2 separate regions of the Oryctolagus cuniculus genome follow, and region 2 is linked to region 1. The links are chromatin contacts, called in public Micro-C maps. All regions are on one chromosome and are shown on one strand. The core of a region is the stretch at or near the end of the contact, and the rest is flanking DNA. Distances in the headings are between cores, read along the strand shown. Region 1 has its middle 18 kb from the start of MIR29B-1. Region 2 has its middle 88 kb from the start of MKLN1.

Region 1 (4,391 bases), core at 463-2,962:
TAAAAGATTAGAGGATCAGAACCGGTGTTTACACAACACTCCTGCGCCCTCTTCCTGCTCGCCACCCCCACCACCCCGCCCCAGCTCCCGCAGGCTGAAGTTCAGTTCCTCTGCGGCCCAGGGAAGGGTGGTTCAAGGAGCACCCAGGGGAGGCGGAGCCGCGAGCAGGAAGGGCAAAGGAGACACGCCGGCCCAATGCGCAGGGGCCGTGCCCTCTTCTGAGGGACCCCGAGCTCTGGGCCTGCGACGGCCTGCTCCCACAGTGGTGGGGGTCCACCAAGGCGGGCTTGTGCTATCCGTCCTGCACCGTGGTCTGGTCTTGAGGCACAGGGTCATGGTCACAGGGCGTTGAATGAGGCTGGAGCTCTCCCTGTCTATTCTCACCTCCTGCCCCCACCACAGAGGGCACAGGAAGTGGCAGGGAGCCCTTGGGCTTCACCTGGAATCTCCTCCGGGCCTATCGGGAGATTCACAGAGCTGGGAAATGGGCGCGGGCCCCGCGTGGCCACGCCGGCCCACTGTACGAGGACAACCTCACCGGGCGTGGTGGTGAACGCCTGGTGCCCTCACCCCAACCCCACCCATACCTTCCTCACATCCTGTGGCCCCGCCCCCAGAACTCACTGCCAGAGGGAACCCCTGACAGCAAGTCCCCCTCCTCCGGGTCATGACGACAGAGCCCAGGCCTGTTTGCATCATGGTCACCATCAGCACCATGGGACCTGGCACACAGCAGGTGCTCAAGCAGTCTTTGCTGGGGGCGGAAGGCCTTCGTTGTCAGCACGACCACGTCCCATGTCGAGTGCCTGGGCTCACATGCCGGCTCCTGACCCCAGCGTCCCGCTGATGCACACCCCGAGAGACAGCGGTGTTGACCTGACACCCACGCGGGAGACCTGGAATGAGTTCCCGCCTCCTAGTTTCAGCCTGACCTGACCCTGGCTGTATCGGGTGTTTGGGGAGTTAACCCATAGGTGAAGCGATCTCTGCTCTCAATAAACTAAATAAAAGGAAAAAAAGAACTCTGTCGGGTAAGCAGAAGGATGACCGTGGCAGCACGTCTCACCTTCCCAAGATGCTCTGATCCCAAATGCCCTGGAGACGGGACCTCTGACTGCAGTTCCGTGGCTTCCTGGCCTTGCTGCCCTACCTAATAAGCCAGGCAAATGCGGGGACAGCATCTTGCTACAAAGAACAAAGTGCAGAACAGACCCCGCAAACAGCCGCTGTGGGGGTGGGGGCGTGGTTCATCACCTTGGTCTAATGTTCTACTATGATAGCAAAATCCATACCTAGGAAATGAAACATTCCTCCCTTTGACAACACTGCCAGGGGTACCCAGGACGGAGCAGAGCAGGGTACTGATCCTCAGTGTTTCAAGCCTGGGAAATACTGACCCAGCTCTCTCCTCCCTCCTCCCACTACACCGCACCCCCCACATTACCTGCTCTTGCAAATTCCTGCCTGGCTCTGTGCGTCTGAAGATGCTTCCAGCTCGCTTGCTTCCACCCTGCTTCCCTGCAGGCCCGGGAACACCACCCCCTCTGCTATTAAGATCTGTTCAACTGTTTAATTACACAGCCCAACCCGGCCAGCAACCTCTCCACAGCCTCTCAGTGCCAGCCAACCCCGCCGCCCACTCGCATTCCCTCGCTGTCTCACTGCCCGGGCACACACACCTCCCACCCTGTGCGTTTCCCACTCACTCTATCGCAGCTGGGATCTCCCTTGTTCAATACGCCCAGGAGTTCACGGAAACACCCCCACACCCCACCCCCAACACACACACAGAACCACACCAGCTCTCCGCTCCTCCCAGAGCTCTACCCAGGAGGTGAGCGGTCACGCACAAAGATTCACAGCTGCCACCTGGCCACCGGGAAAGGATCCACGCGTGCTGGTTTGAGACTCCTGCTGGAGACGTGGCGGGGAGGGGATGCCCACAAGGCAGAGGACAGGAGACAGACACTCACTGAAACCCACGGATTCTTTCTCTGAGTCTGGCTGGCCAGGGTTAGGATGCCCACTGCCTTTGTTAACAGATTTGCCCTGGGAAAAATCCACACACTGCACTAGTGCGCACACCGCCAGCTCCGAGGACCTGAGCCCGGGGTGCTGAGCCACATGTCTGCACTGCACCAGGCGGCCATGGCCTCGTCGGCACAGCAGGGGGCGGTCGCTGTGCGGCTCAGATGGAGCCACGCGTGAGAAGTGCCTCATCGACTGCCCACGCTCGACACCGTGTAGATGAGCTCCTGCTGTCACCATGTGTGTCACTTCTCTTCCTCACTCAAATGTTTATTGGGTGTCTACTATGTGTCAAGGTGTTTATCCAAAAGTAAACAGCACCCAGACCCACCGCCAGCTCTCAGAGGCCAGCAGGAGTCAGGAAAGACAGACAGAAGGGTAGGAAGTCGGAACAAAGCCCGGTAGACGCACAAAGGGGTATGCGGAGGCCACCTGTGGACACGGTGGGTGGCCAGGACTCAGCCTTGAGCAGGCAGGGGAGGCTGCCTGCAGAAGGTTCCATCTAAGCAGGGACCAGAGGGCTGGCCAGGAAGGGGGAAGGGGAGGGGCATCCAGGCTGAGGCAGGCACAGCCAGCATCACCTGGCTGGAGCAGAGGTCCAGACCCGGGAGAACAGAGCGCCGAGAGTCTCAGCAGGGAACCAGCTCTCTCTGACGCAGGCACGACACAGCCACGCAAGCACCCGTGGCGGGAGGCAAGACTCCTGCGTCTCCGCAGGGAACGTAAACCACGGGGCCTGGACTGACCAAGGAGCTCTACCTGTTTCTAATCAGGAGGAAAGGCTGGTCCATCGGGGGCCACGTCGCGTGTCGCCTCCCCTGGTGGCTGTGACAGCTGCTTTGCTAATTACCTTTTCTGAGTGTGCACACTCACGGCAGTGCAGGGGGCGCCTCGCGCACGTGCAGCCAGGTGGTGGACAAGGCAGGGCACAGAGCACACAGCCAGCGGGGCTGCACTCGCATAAAAACCACCACAAAAGAAAGCCGACTCAGTGATGGGGCGTGGCCCCTGGGGATAAGCTGCCTCCCCGGTACGAGCCACTTCTGGAAGCTGGATATGGGTACAAGTCAAGAGCTTGGGTGGAAGAGCCAGGGGGCTGTGCTGCAGAAATCCCCCCCCCCCCCACTTACCAGCCGTGTGGTCTCCGGGGCGATGATTTAATTTCTCCCAGCCTTAGTCTTCTGTCTGTAAAATGGGCACCATAAAGGTAGCTGCCACAGAGGCTTATTAAAAGAGATAATCAATAGAAGTCCTTGGCCCGGCGCCTGGCACAGATGTTGTTAGGAACCTGCTGGTGGTTCGGGATGACCGTCACCTCTGGCTGACACGAGGGAAGAATGAGGGACTGGAACATGCGGGCGAACGATCCCTGCTGAGTCTGACCCCAGAGCACCGAGGCCACAGGAAATGCGCCCACAGTGAGCTGGCACTGTGGGTTAGGGTTAGTCACCATCAGGACACATGAGGTCACTGTCGATCGACACTTTATCACATGGTGGTGACATCTCAGTTCTGTACGAGTGGGCTCTCCAGCTCAATAAGCAGAGCAAAAATACCACCCAGGAAAACACCCCCGATCTCTCTAAGACAGCCTCAAGATTCCCTCTGTCGTGAGTGTGTGTGTGTTTTTAATCCTGGAAAGTAAACGTGGGGTATTAGAAACAATGTAGCATAGGGATCCATCTTCAGAGTTAAGGCTGAAGCTCAGTTTCTCCTACTTGCTCTCCTCGCCTGCTGTACAATCCCACTGCCTGTGAAGGTGTCCACACTTATTCCGTGCGCCCATCTCAACTCTTGCCCAAGTTCTCAGTTTGTCTGGCGTGTCAGCGCTGGGGAGACAACTCACACGCATACAGCTGGGCCTCAGCTGGCACGGCAGCTTTCCCAGGGACACCTGGCTCAGGCTCCCCCGTGTTCAAGGCACAGCATCTGCAACATAACTTCATTTCCACTCCACGGCACCTATGATCTCACTGTCTTCCCTCCTGCACGTCGGGCCTGGAAGCTAAATTCTCAAACAAGCTGAGGACTTAGAAGGTGATTCATAAACTCCAGGCATACCATGCTGATGAGCGGTACAGAGGCCAGTGACTTACATCAGTCTGCCGCACATTTTAACAGGAAGGCAAATAACAGGTTAGATGCTTTCTACCTACCCTCCCTTGCTCCTGGCAAATTAGTAAAAGCCGAATCAGTGCAAAAATACTCCAGTATCTGCGTAACTGTCAAGTGACAGGCAGCCCTGGGCAGGGAGCAGTGGCCATGCTGAGGCACCTCTGGTCAGCTCCTGAACAGAGCAGCGGGCAACGGGGTGAGCTTTGGGGAAGCTGCACTTCCAAAGGCGGGAAATGATACAGGGAGTT
Region 2 (4,012 bases), core at 946-3,445, 100 kb after region 1:
CAGTGGAGGATGGCCCAAGTGCTTGGGCCCTGCACCCGCACGGGAGACCAGGAGGAAGCGCCTGGCTCCTGGCTTCGGATCAGTGCAGCGCTGGCCTTAGCGGCCATTTGGGGAGTGAACCAACAGAAGGAAGATCTTTCTCTCTGTCTCTCTCTCACTGTCTATAACTCTACCTGGCAAATAAATTTTAAAAAAAAGTAAGATGTCTTCCATCATCTTTCGCATGTTTGGTTCATGAGATTCGAGAGACGCTGACTTCTGTTAGCAGGTGGCTGAGACAAAGTTCCTCTTTCTAAGCCCAGGGGAGATGAGAGGCTGCAACCGGGACGAGACTTTGGAAACTGGGTTTAGGGTTTGTCACCATAGGAATTTTCCTTACCTAACAGCAGCAACAGGACGGCCTCAGAGCGGGTTCAGCCATGGCCTGTGACGTCAGCATCCTATATGAGTGCTGGATCAAGTCCCGGCTGCTCCACTTCCGACCCAGTCCCCCGTTGATATGCCTGGGAAAGCAGTGGAGGACAGCTGGAGTGCTGGTGCCTCTGCACTCATGTGGGAGACCTGCATGAAGCTCCTGGCTTCAGCCTAGCCCAGCCCTGGCCATTGCAGCCATTTGGGGAGTGAACCAGTGGATGGAAGACGATCTCTATCTCTGTTCTCTTTTTCTCTTTCTCTCTGTAACTGTGCCTTTCAAATCAATAAATCTTTGGGAAAAAATAGTTCACAGGATAATGCTACAACTTCATTGTTTTACCTTCCTCCAGGCCATCGGGGGAAAAACCTAAAATCCTTGAATTTTGAGGTCAGATGTAACATCATCGCCCCAAAATGCAGCAACTTCAAACACGCAAACTGACAGCTCTGGTCATGACCGATAGTGTCATTCCATTAGAAACCAGGTGGTATTTCACAAACAAAGAAGAAAAATATGTGCGATGCAACCGTACCAATTATGACATGTCAGATAATGAATAAGATGGCAAAAGAACCTCTCAAGACAGTAAGATGCGCCCACTTCATTTACCAACCCATGAGCAAGGGTCTACGAACTTCACCGGGAGAGAAGTCAAATCCAAACCAAAGCAAGATAACTTGGATTCAAACGGAGTCGGTGCAGTGGGTTTTGTAAACAGTTCCAAAGTGAATCCTTCAACACCCTGAACGTCACAAAGACAGCCGAGCATCGCTTCTGGCCGCTGAGAAGGCCCGAGGGCTCAGGCCGGTGGCCAGGGTGCGAGCCGCGGCTGCAGCCATAGTCCCAGCTGCCTGGCAGCAGCACTCCGAGGGCCTCCCTTTTTGCCTCCTCCTGTAGCAGGAGCTTCTTTTAGGTCATTCTCAGCTAAAGAGACAGAGTGACTTCTCGGGACAGTGCTGGCCTACATCCCGGCTCAGCGCCACCCGCACTCGCACCCGGGTGCTCATCTGACTCACCCCAAACCTCAGCAGGAAATCAAACATCACACTGAGGATTCTGCAGCAGGCTCCAGCCCAACCAGGAGGTTAGGTTTTGAAAGTAAGGAACTCACTCATGTGAATTCCATTATGAATGGTTTCGGATGAAACACTCACCCAGGGCCCTCGGCCCCCAGTAGCCTCAGCTAAGACTTAACCTTTCTGATTCTTGGTTTCTGCAACCAGCAAATGAGGAGGCAGAAGTACAGGACCCCAAAAGGGTCTTTCCACAGTTGCTTCTGCGAAATACACACAGGCAAAGCACGCTGAAATTTGGAGAATGCACACTGACAGATCAGAGCAACTGGAACGCCTTTCTTAGCCCAATGCTATCAGATCCAAATCTTGCCTTCTTCCTCAAATAGCCATTTTCAAGGCCAATGCTGATGGCTCATTAGAAGATTCATGAAGTCATTCCACATGTTGGTAAATTAAAAAAAAAAAAAGATTCAATTTCCATTTATAAGGGAGTTTCAGAAACTAGGTTAAACAGATTTCTCGGCATCTGAGACTTCAAAGTACTACGTGTGCTGTGTGCCTCTCCAGAAATACCAGAACACAGCACTTCCCCAACTTACCTGCCACCGAGTCCTTTCTCGCATGGCCAAGCCTGCAGGTGCAGGTGCCTGGAGCTTGCTGTGCTGAGATGAAGTGGACAGACAGGAACGGACTTGAAGGGTCACTCGGGGCACTAGCACAGGAGGCCTTGGCTGCCGATCGCGACCCCACAGGTGCTGCTGCCAATGACTGGCCCACGCTCAGCAGCTCTGCCAGGCCCCACCGGTCCCCCTTGGCATCGGCTGCCGGCCTCCGCCCCACCCTCCAACTCCCGGGCCGAGCGGCACAGCACGCGGCCATTTCGGCTCTCGGTTCTGTGTCTACATCTTGCAGAAATGCCAGCTGCAGAGGCTGCCCCCGTGTGACAATCCAAAATAACTGAACCTCTACTCCGCGGCCGCCTTAACTTCCACAATGTTGACGACGGGATATGGGCAACGTTCCGTGGTTTTCATGTAGAAAGGAGAATTCTAAAAAATTCCAAAAGTCCTCAAAGTTTTCTCCCAAGTGGCCAGAACCAAAGAAAACGAACCCCCGAGTCCCTCGGCATGCCACTCTCTTATGGAAACACCCTAAGCCATAAACGACAGTTCAGCAAACACTGGAAAACAGAGGCACAGCACCAGTTTCCTTGAAATTAAAAGCAGAGTTTTTCTGATAAAAACTGTCGACTGAAATACAGTTAACATGTTTGTCACTTTCAGAAAGCCACAAATGAATTCTCTGAAAAACCCAACGTCTTTTTTTTTTTTTTTTAATTTAATCCACAAAACTGGGGCTCTGCCAAAAGGTGGATGTTACAAAACCCAGAGCCACGTGCCCTTCTTAACACTTCGCAGCCAGGACTACAGCGAGCGTGACGCTTCTGCAGATGGGAGGTCCAGGGGCCAGCCGTGGGTTCCTACGCAGGCTATGTTGGGGAACCCCTTGGGCAAGTCACTCAGTGTTTTCCAGCCTCGATCCCCTAATCCGTTATGCGAGAACAGAAACACCTAGCTCACGGGATTAAAGACTTTGCATTAAGACGGAGCTGCCCCTGCCTGGCAGACCGGAACCTACGTTACTTAGAAACAGGTTGGGCTGACAGCGGCAGGAAACCCAAAGCCATGGCAGCTGGGTCATGAACAGTTGCTTTATTTCCCCAGGATGAGCAGCCATGGGCAACGTGGCTTCACGGGCAGACAGCAGAATGAGAAGAAGACAAAAAGAAAGGGCAGGGAGGGGACACACCTGTCCCTTAAGGAAGAGTCTTGGATGGCTCTACGCGACGACGACTTACCTCTTCACTTTTAACCAGGATGTGGTCACACAGCTGCGATGTGGCCAACCACCCTCACTGTGAAGTAGGGCTCGGGTTACTATGTAAAAAGAGGGGGTACGGATTGTGGGGGACAGCCAGCAGCCTCTCAGCAACAGCATCTCCTGTCTTGGGTGGCTGCAGCTTCAGGAGGAGTAACAGCCTGGACACAATGGCATAGCCACATAGTTATATACGGCTGGCATTCGTTCCAAATAGCTACATATCCACGCACTGCTGGTGGTTAAATACTGCACGCCTTTGGTGCGGCAGTATCGGTACTGCCATATCGGAGTATTTGGATTCAATTCCTGGCTCCGTGAATTTGCAATCCCAACTTCCTGCCGACGCATACCTGGGGAGGCAGCAGGTGGTGGCTACAGTTGGCCCAGCCTGTTCTGTTGCGGGCATTTGGGGACTGAACTGAACGAGGAGATGGGAGGTTTCTCTCCATTTCTCCCTCGCTTTCTGCCTTTCAGATACATAAAAAATAATTATTTACAATTAGGAATCAATATTGTGAAATTTGACATTACCTTTGGGAAACTCTACTTTTAAGTTCTACAACAAACAGGATTTCCTTTACACACTGACAATTTGCCCCCGTGTTTTCTTCCCTGAACTGTGCCCATTACAGGGTTCGGTTTTCAGAAACGAAGGGCACCCCACTTTCAGGCCGTGGCTCCTGGAGCTGCTGTGTGCAGT

Evidence for each region. A called contact is a pair of places that touch in the nucleus more often than the background predicts.
Region 2: a Micro-C map of ear pinna shows a contact between it and region 1, with 3 times the contacts expected there. The contact joins two enhancer-like sites. A contact is called at or near these places in 3 of 6 Hi-C or Micro-C datasets (ear pinna, embryonic fibroblasts and psoas muscle).

What each region holds. Positions count from the first base shown.
Region 1 is chr3:166,958,464-166,962,854 of mOryCun1.1, forward strand. No RefSeq gene overlaps it. Among named protein-coding and RNA genes, the nearest start is that of MIR29B-1, 18 kb to the left of the region's middle. Within about 2 kb of position 1,713, at least 3 of the 8 cell types and tissues checked have an H3K27ac peak or open chromatin away from gene starts, as enhancers often do. A contact at or near this core is called in ear pinna, where this site is marked.
Region 2 is chr3:167,059,771-167,063,782 of mOryCun1.1, forward strand. No RefSeq gene overlaps it. Among named protein-coding and RNA genes, the nearest start is that of MKLN1, 88 kb to the right of the region's middle. Within about 2 kb of position 2,196, at least 1 of the 8 cell types and tissues checked has an H3K27ac peak or open chromatin away from gene starts, as enhancers often do. A contact at or near this core is called in ear pinna, where this site is marked.